2 separate regions of the Anas platyrhynchos genome follow, and region 2 is linked to region 1. A link is a contact called in public Hi-C data. All regions are on one chromosome and are shown on one strand. Each heading gives the region's core, a stretch centred on a gene start, on an enhancer-like site or on the middle of the called end of the contact. The rest is flanking DNA. Distances are from core to core; before and after follow the strand shown.

What was found. A called contact is a pair of places that touch in the nucleus more often than the background predicts.
Region 2: a contact with region 1 is called in a Hi-C map of F1 follicle, with 2.7 times the contacts expected there. The contact joins two enhancer-like sites. A contact is called at or near these places in 4 of 8 Hi-C or Micro-C datasets (F1 follicle, F5 follicle, skeletal muscle and 1 more).

The regions. Positions count from the first base shown.
Region 1 is chr19:6,094,276-6,096,975 of IASCAAS_PekinDuck_T2T, reverse strand. No RefSeq gene overlaps it. Among named protein-coding and RNA genes, the nearest start is that of TRNAT-CGU, 10 kb to the right of the region's middle. Within about 2 kb of position 1,260, at least 3 of the 8 cell types and tissues checked have an H3K27ac peak or open chromatin away from gene starts, as enhancers often do. A contact at or near this core is called in F1 follicle, where this site is marked.
Region 2 is chr19:6,264,822-6,267,521 of IASCAAS_PekinDuck_T2T, reverse strand. All of the region lies in intron 3 of LOC101798301, which reads left to right. Among named protein-coding and RNA genes, the nearest start is that of UTP6, 28 kb to the left of the region's middle. Within about 2 kb of position 1,306, at least 1 of the 8 cell types and tissues checked has an H3K27ac peak or open chromatin away from gene starts, as enhancers often do. A contact at or near this core is called in F1 follicle, where this site is marked.

The DNA.
Region 1 (2,700 bases), core at 11-2,510:
GCCCGCAAAGACCCAGCCCTCAGCTCGCCCGATCAGGCGCAGGCTGTGATTTATTTTTATTAGCACCGCTAGTGTTTTCATTCAACTCCTCGCTCCGGCCGCTGCCTGCCGCAAGCGCGGAGCCCCGGCCCCGGCCGGAGCGGGGCCACCCCCGGCAGCAGCAGCCGCCCCCTCCCCGGGCCGGGCCGGGCCGGGTCGTGTCGGCCGGGGGTGCCCGGCCCCGAGAAAGAACCGGAGCCGCCGGCAGCCCGGTGCCTGCCGCACCTCGGGCCGGGCCCCGCAGCCCCCGGGCCGGGCCCCGCAGCGCACCGTGACTCGGCACGGCAGGAGCCCGAGCCGCGGTACCTGCTCTGAGCGCCCAGGGGGGCTCGGGAGAGGGGCTCGGGGGGACCCCCTTGGTCCCCGTCCGCCCCCAAAGCCGCGGGGCCCCGGCACGGCTCGGGCTCAACTACGAGAAGCGGGGAGAGGCGGCGGGCGGCCGCGGTGCCCCCTCTCCTGCCTCGCCGGCTGCTCGCAGGCGGGTATTTAAGCTGGTACCGAGCACGGTGAGATCTTTTCCACCCTTCCTCTTTGCCCTCGCAAAAGGCGAAAGAAAAAAATCAGAAATTCGTTGCCACAAGGGACGTTGCAACATTGCTCTCGGCTTTTCAAGCGCTGCGTTCGCCCCGGCGTGCTTTAGAAGTCCCAACCCAAGAAGCAGCAGAAGAGAAGTAGGGGAAAAGGGAAAAAAAAAAAAAAAAAAAGAAAGAAAAAAACACCCCCAAAAGCAGCAATTAAAACCCAGCACCCCAAACCCCTCAAACCAGCAAGAGGTGAGCTGCTCCGTGCGGCGCGGTCCCGGCGCGGCGGTGCTCGGTGGCCGGCTGCAGCCCGGTGCCCGTCCCTCGAAAGTTTGCTCCACGTGTTGCGGCCGCGGCCCGGGAGGCTCGGGGAGGCTCAGGGCCGGCTCCCGGGGGCGGTGCGGGCCCCGCCGGCCCCCGCCGCGCACGTTTAAGGAAGCGGCCGGTCCCCACCCCTGCGCCGGGCAGCTCCCGCCGCCAGCCGGCCGGGCGAATTTGGGAGGCTCGCCCGGGCTGCCCTCTCCACCCCTTCGCCCTCCCCGGAGCTCCGCCGAGCCCCGTGCACGAGGAGGGAGGCGGCCGCCGATGCCCGCCGCCGTCCCGCCGGTGCCCGCCGCCGCCGCCGCCGCCGCCCACCCCGCGCTCCTCCCGGCGGCGCCTCCGCCGGGGCATTGCGCCGCGCCGACCTGCGCGCCCCGCGGCCCACCGAGGGCGGAGGGAGCCCCCTGCCGGCCGCCCGGGGCCGCCGCCGCCGCCCTTCTTCCTTCCCCCGAGCCCGGGCCGCCGGCAGGAGCCCCCCGGCCTCGCCTCGAGCCCCCCGTGCGGCCCCGACCCCCGCAGCGGTAGCCCCGCGCCGCAGCTCCCCACGCGTGTCCTGAGCTCGCTCGGCCTCCTCCTGCCTCCTTGAGCGGCGGCTGGCGCAGCCGTGGCAGGGCCACCCTCTGCCTGGCCTCCTGGGGGTCCCGGAGCTTTTTACCTACATCTCTGGAAGGGCTGGGTGAACGTACCTGCCTTAGCAGGGCAACCTGCGCACCAAGTGCTGCTCTCACGGCTGGAGATGTAAGGCTTTAGTAAGGACACATTCACTTACACACGCAGACAGTTAAAAAAGGCCTTTAAGGAAACATCACAGGCCTTCTGTAACGTAAGGTCAAGTCAGAAGGGATGGCTGAAATGCCATGAAAAAAAAGATAATTTTCTGTCTTCCAGCTTGCTGATCTTACAGTGTCCCTCTGCACATCCTCACCTGCTTTGTGTTTCTGAGCTTTGAGGTTTCCTGCAATGATACCTCTACATGCTGTGGATATGCACCTGGCATGTGTGGGCTCTGCCCCCAGGTTGTGTGGGACTGGCCAGTTACTGCACCTCCCTTTAATCTCTGCTCCAGATCCTCCCAATGACAAAGTATGAGGGAAAGGGGACAAAACAGGCACATACCACAAAGAGCTCCGCTTCCCTTGATGATGCCCACAGGCAGCTTACTGTGCTGTGACAGCAAAGGGGTGACCAGTCCAGCGAGAGGCAGCATGCTGGAGCCACAGGAAATGTAGGGGATGGCCTGGAAGGTTTTATCCTACAGAGACAGAGGACATCAGTCATTGTTTCTGTTACATGCCGGTTATCAAGGTGATGTTGACTGAAAATCACAGCAGGAACGCAGCTCCATCAAGTTGAGCAGCAGTCCCACAAAAGATGCTGGCTAAAAGGAGCTCACAAAATAAATTGGGATTACCAACGCATGGGAACGCTACCATCATGCCTTCTGCACCTGGTAGGAAAACCTCAGCTGAGCAAGAAGCTCCAAACGGGGCTTCAGGAGCTAAAGGTAACAAAAATCAAAGCCAGTATCCAGAGCACTCATCTTTGCAATATTTGGGTTCAGCAGAACACAAAAGTACATCCCTTGTGTCTATATTGGATTTATCCCTGTGTCCATACAGAAGCAACCTGTGACACCTACGTGCATGTAGGTTGCACTAGGAGCCTTTACGTGCTCAGAACTTCATGGTACCAGCATCGTTATGGTCATGGCAAATGACCAGTGGCTTGTGTGGACAGAACGGGACAGGGAGAACTTGAACTGATCTGTCATGTAACTGCTCCTCTCAATCGACACTGCAAAGTCATCCTCCACACAGAA
Region 2 (2,700 bases), core at 57-2,556, 170 kb before region 1:
ACTTTAACAGTATATGAGTTAGTCCCCACTGAACGTTGCCTGTTCTGTCTTCCGAAAAAAAGGAAAAAAAAAAAAAAAAAAAGAGCATTTGCAAACACTTCACTTGGTTTCAGAAGGAAAAAAACATTGTCAAGGGCAATAATAGCAGAAGTAGAATCCACTTATCAAACTTTCTTTGTCAAGGCTGATATAAAAATTATGTTTGGAAGGCAGCTGTGTTGTAGAGCGTTTTAGAGGCAACTGCTTGTAAACATGAATAGCTTCATGTATTGAAAAGTCCGGGTTCGCTGGAAAAAATGGCTTGAATTCCAGCATGTGATTTGCCAAATTAACTATCTATTAAAATTTATAATGGAAATTATAATGTTGCTATAGTTACCAAAGCTTCCCTAGCTCCAGGATGGCAGTGCCTTTCACTTCAAAGACTTTTTTTTTCCTCCCTTCTTTCAGTAAATAATGAAATAGTACTTCAAAAAGTGCTTTTTATTTGCATGAATTAGTTGGTGGAATTGTTGCTATGAGGAATCAGAAAAGCCAGAAATATAGCTGTTCCCCAAGCACACACTTTTATACGATGACACCTTTGAATTAAATCTCATTAAATTTTATTCTTCAGGTCTATACCGTAGGGCAGGGGTGACCATCCTTTGGCTGGGAAGACAAGTACAGCTCAGGGCGGCTCGCTGACTGTGGATAAACCTCAAACAGATACCACTGGGGGTCTCATGTGTGATACTGAGAGAACATGGTTGTGTTTGTGTGCGTTTGGGTTTATATGAGTGGCTTATGCCCACTTGGTCTTCAAATTAGTCTCTCGCTTCCAAACATTTCTGCTGTAAAGTACACCTTGACTAGCATATGAAAAGTTTGGAAGGAATGGCTTTTATGGCCAGATACGCCGTTATTATTCCGTTAGGGCTCATTTCCTCTGAAGCTGCAGGTGCTGGCACAGTCAATGTTGTGACCAATTCCTGCAGAATATTAGCACATCTGTCGGAAAGTATAGCCTGTTATTTCTACTACGAAGGGATGGACGTAAGCCCTCTGGTGAGATCCTGTTTGACAATTCCTATGCAGCTTTCCTCCCCGAGCTCAACAAATAACAATATTAGTGAGGTTATAAAAACAGCACCATGTGAAGCAAAGGAAATAAACCCAAAGTGTTTTGCTCTGTCATCTTGGCATCTGTCCTGCCCCAACAGCACATCTGCCCAGCAGAGGCCAAAGATTGAGTGCTGCTTACACAGCTTACTTCTGTTGGGGGTTGTCCTATACTGAGAAGAAAAGGGTATGCACTTGAGCATATCTTATCGTGTCCTCTAGGGTTGTTATGCAAAGACGGATTTCTTGCTGTGGACATGCCTTTTCTGCATGTTATCAAACCTTTTTTTGTTTACCCATTTTGGAGTTTCTGCTTATGGTTTAAAACAATTTTTAAGATGTGCATTAGTGTCTGTAAATAAGCGTTGGAGGGAGAGTATTTGCTAAATTAAGTTTATTTGCTTTACAGCTGCAAAGCTTTCTCCTTCAGGAAAACAATCTATCAGGATACATAAAAGCTTTCAGTAAGTTTTTGAGTGTGCACATCTGGCCAAGACGTGACGTTCCTGGTGACACAATTCCCTACCCCCTTCCTCATGGCTCTGTCCGTTGTGGGTTAGGCTGGAGAGGTGCATGAGGATTCCTTTCAGCCTGCTTCAGACACAGAGGAGGAGGATGTAGGTCTCCAGTGCACTGCTTATGGCCAGATTCATCACCTGTTTGTGGGGTTCTCCTGTCCTTGTGTCAGAAGTGCCCAAAGGCTTCCTCAAGTGAAGTTGAAAAACAAATGGTGAGGTAATATCAACTGCAAGTTTTATTACAGCTTGGATGCGTACGTAACGTCTAGTATTTCTTATATAAAAACGTTTATTTTGGATGAAATCTGCAGGTGGTCATTGTACCAACCTTCCTGAGGGTAATCAGGAGCTGAGTGGAGGAAGTTTCTTTTGAGTCTGATACTTCTAGGTCCATCTACCATGTAAGAGCCTTTATTGTCTGTGTGTTCTTGAGGTGATGTAAGAATATTCGATGTAATTGCGTACTCAGAGAAGAAAGGGATTAAAATGTGAATTTGTCAGTCATCAGTGTCCATATCCTCTTCTTCACGGTAATAAATAGGGAACTTGCTATTTAAATCCTACAGGCAGTTTTGAAAATAGCTGAAAGCCCTCACAGTTCTGCAACATGCAGTCAAGACAGTTATTTGTGAAAACAAAATGATTCCCATATGCATCTTTGCAAGTACATTTTTAGGTCCATCCAGGGCGTATTTCTGAAAGAGCTTATTCACCAATAGCAGTGTGTCTTAAGGTTCAATTTTCTGGCACACTTCAATCTGCTGCCTGAACACGTTCTGAGGGTTGGAAACATCATGTGGTTTAAATAAATAAAAACACCAAATTGCCTGCAGTGCATCTGTGCCCTCTTACTGTGCAGGTTAGCTGCTACTGTGCCATCAGCCTGACAGTTTCAATCAAGTTTTTAATGGACTCCCAGGGCTTCCCCAGTTTTTGTTCAAGCAGGCCTAGCACTTGTCCTCCCCAGACTGTTGCAAGGAAAAGCTTTATTTTGGCTTCTGATTATCCAGAAGTATAGTGATAGAAAAGAGAGAAAGTAGCCAGACAATGCTAAAATACAAGGAAAAGACCTATCTTTAGA